Regions from separate parts of the Mus musculus genome. Here region 1 is linked to region 2. The links are chromatin contacts, called in public Hi-C maps. All regions are on one chromosome and are shown on one strand. Each heading gives the region's core, a stretch centred on a gene start, on an enhancer-like site or on the middle of the called end of the contact. The rest is flanking DNA. Distances are from core to core; before and after follow the strand shown.

Region 1 (2,700 bases), core at 11-2,510, 110 kb before region 2:
CCCATGGGGATGACATTAGCTGAAATACCCCACATAGGGGAGGGAGAACCTGTTGAAACCATATCCAGAAGTTAGGCATGGCCCCCTGGTTGAGGGATGGGGCCATCCACCTATCTGCAAAATTTCAACCCAGAATTGCTGCTGTCTAAAGGAAATACATAGCCAAACATTGGACTGAGCGCAGGGACCCCAATTAGGAAGTTAGGGCAAGGACTGTAGGAGCTAAAGGGGCTTGCAACCTCATAAAAAGAACAACAGTATCAACCAGCTAGACCATCCAAAGCTTCTAGGGACTAAACCACCAACTAAAGAGTACCAGGGGGTACTCATGGCTCCAGCTGGATATGTAGCAGAGCATTGATTGCCTTATCTGGCATCACTGGGAGGGGGGCCCCTAGGTCCAGTGGAGGCTTGATGACTCAGGATAAGAGAACCTGGGGATGTGACTAGCTATTTCAAGGTCTTTCTATTCTGATTTTCCCATGGTAAAGACTGAAACTTGGAATTTTGTGCCAATTAAACCCCCTTTTTTCCTCAGCTGTCTTTGTCAAAGTGTCTTATTGGCAGGAGATATTAAACTAGGATACATACATAATGGCTCATAGCTGTCTGTAGCTCCAGTCCCAGACTACCCGATGCCTGCCCTCTTCTGGCCTCGGTGGGCACCAGATGTGCATCTAGAGCATAGACATACATGCAGACAAAACACCCATACTCATAAAATTTAGATAAATAAGTTTTAAAACGAGCAGAAATTAAAGGAGAAGTCAGTGGGAAGAATAAAACTAAGCAAGGCCCAAACTCATTGCTGGAAAACCATCCCACAGAGCATGCCATGCTGAGGTCATGGGGTTCACAGTGACTACCGAAGGCTTCAGGCCTGCATGCCTTGGAGACAGAACCAGTGGGGTCACTACTCTTTCCCTACATTACTGTCAGCTGGGGAGAATTAAAAGTCTGGTGTGTAGGCCTCTAGGAAGAGCCACTTCAGGTAGGGCTCTGGAGCAAACTAGAATCCAAATAGCATTAACAAACATGCACATTTTCCATGCTAAGGACACTTTAGTAGAAAACAGAACAGAGAACATTCTTAGGCATAATCATCAGCTATACTTTTTATACAAACTGTAACCAATTCCGTTTTGCCATTGTATCAGATAACAATGTCCAGTCAGAAACTGGATGGTAGGGAAGTCCTGGCTAGAACTAACAGGCAAGCTTTTGATTTTCTAAAGAAATTCAGCAATTTCCTCTTACCGAGGAATTCCTCTAGAGCAGACTCTCTCCTCGCCACAGGCCACTTACTTCTCTGTGGCTAAGTTAGTAAGAGCTACTCACTGAGTCTTTGTCACCTCCTACGCAAGCACACACGCACTCGGGATGACTTATTTTAAGATGATGACTTTAACACTTGATAACATTTAGTTCTTTCTAGAACAGTATAACCTACTAGCAAAGGCACAGACAGTCGGCTGGGGTGTCCACGAATATTTTTATGTGCTCTGAAGGTTGTGGTCTAGGTGACTCTTTTAGATTTCAGACTCCTTGTATGCCAAATGAATCAACAGGTTTCTCTACATTGAGCTAATGTACTAGGATTCAATTCTGTGAGTCACTGTGGTAGCCTACACAGCCCAGCTAAAGATGCCTCTTATTTACCTAAGAGATTAAACTCTTCAGAATTCTAAAGAGGTAGAAGGAAATGGTTCAAGATGAACAAAGTGGTTTTGCTTGTTAGTCTTCACCACCCTCCTTCCTGTACTGAGGAGCTGGGTGAATAATCTGCTGAGAAGAAAACAAAATGCTCTGAGCCATGGGACTTTTTGGACACAGAGAATACAAAACTTCAGTTGTGATTTGGATGAGCAAAGTGGCTTGCTTTTTTGTGAAGTACGGTAAAGAGGAAGAGGAAGAAGAAGAGGAAGAAGAAGGAGAAGAAGGAGAAGAAGGAGAAGAAGGAGAAGAAGGAGAAGAAGGAGAAGAAGAAGAAGAAGAAGAAGAAGAAGAAGAAGAAGAAGAAGAAGAAGGAGGAGGAGGAGGAGGAGGAGGAGGAGGAGGAGGAGGAGGAGTAGGAGAAGAAGGAGAAGAAGAAGAAGAGGAAGAAGAAAGAGGAGGAGGAGAAGGAGAAGGAGGAGGAGGAGGAGGAGGAGGAGGAGGAGGAGGAGGAGAAGAAGAAGAAGAAGAAGAAGAAGAAGAAGAAGAAGAAGAAGAAGAAGAAGAAGAAGAAGAAGAAGAAGAAGAAGAAGAAAACAACCCTGCTTTAATATATTTGAGTTGACCTTGAAATGAATGGGGCTACAATCTAATTTATTCATGCTTTTGTTTATTCAGCTCATATAAAAGTCTCTTAAGAATGCATTTGAGCACAATATATAATAGTAATAATATTATAACATACATTGTGAGAAACTTTTGAAAACAATATAACGTCCACCTGGAACAATGCAGTGTTACAGACGTACGAACCCATTGGTCATGCACATTTTGTGCCATTTTCTTTAACTATTGTCACAATGCTGAACTGAAGCATGACACGTATTTTACAAACTGAAACTGACACCAGGAAGAGGCCTGACAAGTGTTATCAGAAGCTTCACATTGCGTCATTTACGACATCAGTTCACATTCTACGATAAAAATTCACATTGTCTTCTTGTTGCCTTTGATGAATTTGAACATGGCTCCACTGCTCGTGAGCAG
Region 2 (2,700 bases), core at 198-2,697:
TGAGATCAAGGCCAGCCCGAGCCACAAGGTGAGTTAGTGAGTTCCAGGTCATCTGGGGCTATAGAGGGAAACCCTATCTTGAAATAAGATAATCTAAAAGTCTAACAATACATGGCAAGACTAACTCTATAAAACACAGATATGGACTTGCAAGAAGATCAGCAGATGCCGAGGGCTAACTGCTGGAGACATACTCCCTTTTATAAATATGTCTTGTCTTGGACAAATGTGACACAAGGCGTCCTGGTTTGAGAGATGGTTCTCAGTGTGAGGGTGATCATGCCTCTAGGTACATTCTGTGCACGATATTTGTTTAGGGTCTTAAGATACCTGTTTCCCAGAGCTTTGTGTAATCCAGAACACACAGCGATGTGAAGACCCAATTTTTAAGGAAGCAGCTTCAATGTATCAATTATCAGGGTTAGGCTGTCTCTAATGCTACTGATAGAGGAGGAACAGCCACACCTATGCTAACAAATAGCATTGAAAATATCATGCCAGCCCCATGTCTACTTGGATCTGTGTAACACATCAGTTTGGTCTCAAATGTGGTTATACTAAAGAAGCTTGTGAAATCTACTCATCATTTCTTCCTTGTCCCACCTGTAACATTCTGACCTGGGGCTACATTCTTAAGGACACTGGCTTAGTTAATGTTTGCCTTTAGCTTCTCTGATTGTCCTCTGTTTCTTACATGGCTCCTACATAAACGTTTAAGCTGTCCAAGGACTTTTTCTGCACCCAGGGGGAGTGAACAGGTGCTCACTAGAAGCTGTGTGGTTGATCATAGTCAGGTCATTTAATCTCAGCCTTGACTCCTTATCTGTAAAGTGGAAGTAATAATATCTGTCACGACTATTGCTTGTGGAGGCCATTGCTGAGATAATTGATATGAAAACCCTTCTAGGTTCAGTAAGATGAATTATCAGTTATAATAGCTTACAGTTACTATGCTATATGCCAGTTGAGTGCTTTCTGAATATTAATTCACTTAATCCCCATACAACCTTATCTTACAGTTTAGGAAACCAAGATCCAGAAAAGATAATTAACTTGCCCACGTATATGATTTCCAAGCAGAATGATTCTAAGCAGATTCCAGAACTGAATGTGTGGCCAATATGAATAGTCCCAGAAACCAATTACCCGGAGAACAACACGCAATGGTAAGGAAATTCCTAATTTCCAGTAAAGACAGTGTGTTAGGTCATTAGCATGCCTTTGGGCCAAATAGAGATCACTCAGGTAGGCTTAGCAGGATCAGAAAAGCATATTGAAAAAGATGACACTCAACCTAAAAGATGTCAGAACATGGCTAATCTGACTGTGACAGGTATAAGAAGACAGTCTAGGCAGAAAGTGTAGAGGGGAATAGACAGAAAACTCCTGGGTCCCAGTTGCTCCAGCCCATGTGACAGAGATGTGATCTGACTGCTCACTGATTAATCACCGGCACTTCCTGTTAGCACATAAGCCACAAAGGAGCAGAGACCTTAGCTGTGTGGACCACTATGAGATCATCAGTGCTTGATATAAAGTGAATGGCCAGTAAGTATCTGTGCAATTAGGTACATGCAGGCATGGATGAATAGTATGTATGAAATAAATATTCAAGGGATGGATTATTAAGTGAATAAATAGGAAGCAAAGCTCCAAACCCAAGTTCCACATATTGGCTGGGTGTCCCTGAGTGTTGAAAGTTTCAGATTTGCTTTTTTGTTTATATCTCAGATTCTGGAATATCTTAATCTGCATGGTGAGAAATCTTAGGGAAGGGAATCAAGACTGAATAGAAAATTCATTTGTTTTATGTGCACATTCCATAAATAACCCAATGGCGATCTCATAGTGCAACTCTGTGCAAGCGATCACTCGAGGCCAGATGTGGATCTCTTCATTCTTGGCATCATATCAGAGTTCAAAAAGCCTGAATTTTGGATTTTTTTGATAGGGAATGCTCAACTATTTCTTTTTTTCTAAATATACTACAACCAATGTTCCATCATGTTAATTTAATCTGGGTGGTGAGGCATCTTAGCTACAATGTATAAGCATCTACTTTTCATCCCAAAGAGTGGTCCCCTGCAATGCCCTAGCCAAAGATGGGCATGATCACACAAATAGTGTGTAAGATAATGCTCTCTGGTGAGAGCCTGCAGAACAGTGGAGAGACCGGGATAGGAGAGATGCCACAGCAGTATGCAACTTCCTCTTGCAAGGAGACTTACTGCAGAACAAACCACAGGACAGTGAGAGGAGGATAATTGTCCAATTAGGCTCTACCTGCACTTCCTATTACCTGCCTCATCAGAATCTGGATGAAGTCAAACAAATGATGGATGGACCACTTAACAAAGACTGAATATAGATCCTGCTGTGGTAACTACTGACTGGAAAGCAAGAGAATCAAGCCTCAGATCCAATGTTTCTCTAACCCATGGTACATCCACAAGCTAGTTGCCAGATTCCTGACACTCAAGATTTCCTTCTCTAAACCAGAGGTTGAATGCATGGGTTTGCAAACCTCTCCTAACCTTTGCCAAGATCGTGGGTTCTATGACCCTCTGAGGCTATGATGATCTTTGAAACGCAAGAGAACTTCTTGGCCCTTAGACTGTATATTTCCAGATGGGTTGTGTGTTGTGACTCAGCTTATAGGGCTGGTCTCTAATGTTTGAGTCCAGTGTCCTTCAGCGTTCT

Evidence for each region. A called contact is a pair of places that touch in the nucleus more often than the background predicts.
Region 1: a Hi-C map of bone marrow-derived macrophages shows a contact between it and region 2, with 41 read pairs. The contact joins two enhancer-like sites. A contact is called at or near these places in 1 of 39 promoter capture datasets (hippocampal neurons), 2 of 15 datasets of contacts at CTCF or cohesin (large pre-B cells and pro-B cells), 20 of 484 Hi-C or Micro-C datasets (the 63-12 cell line, the C10 cell line, Th1 cells and 13 more) and 12 of 115 datasets of contacts at active chromatin or transcription factors (the 230-238 cell line, the HPC-7 cell line, the NIH/3T3 cell line and 8 more).

Annotation. Positions count from the first base shown.
Region 1 is chr4:102,606,866-102,609,565 of GRCm38.p6, reverse strand. Pde4b (phosphodiesterase 4B, cAMP specific) reads right to left here. Exons shown (of 15, transcript NM_019840.2): 15 at 2,304-2,700. Among named protein-coding and RNA genes, the nearest start is that of Gm52667, 39 kb to the right of the region's middle. Within about 2 kb of position 1,260, at least 50 of the 459 cell types and tissues checked have an H3K27ac peak or open chromatin away from gene starts, as enhancers often do. A contact at or near this core is called in Th1 cells, bone marrow-derived macrophages and effector CD8 T cells, where this site is marked.
Region 2 is chr4:102,497,873-102,500,572 of GRCm38.p6, reverse strand. The region is part of intron 4 of Pde4b (phosphodiesterase 4B, cAMP specific); the gene reads right to left. Among named protein-coding and RNA genes, the nearest start is that of Gm52668, 16 kb to the left of the region's middle. Within about 2 kb of position 1,447, at least 28 of the 459 cell types and tissues checked have an H3K27ac peak or open chromatin away from gene starts, as enhancers often do. A contact at or near this core is called in Th1 cells, bone marrow-derived macrophages and effector CD8 T cells, where this site is marked.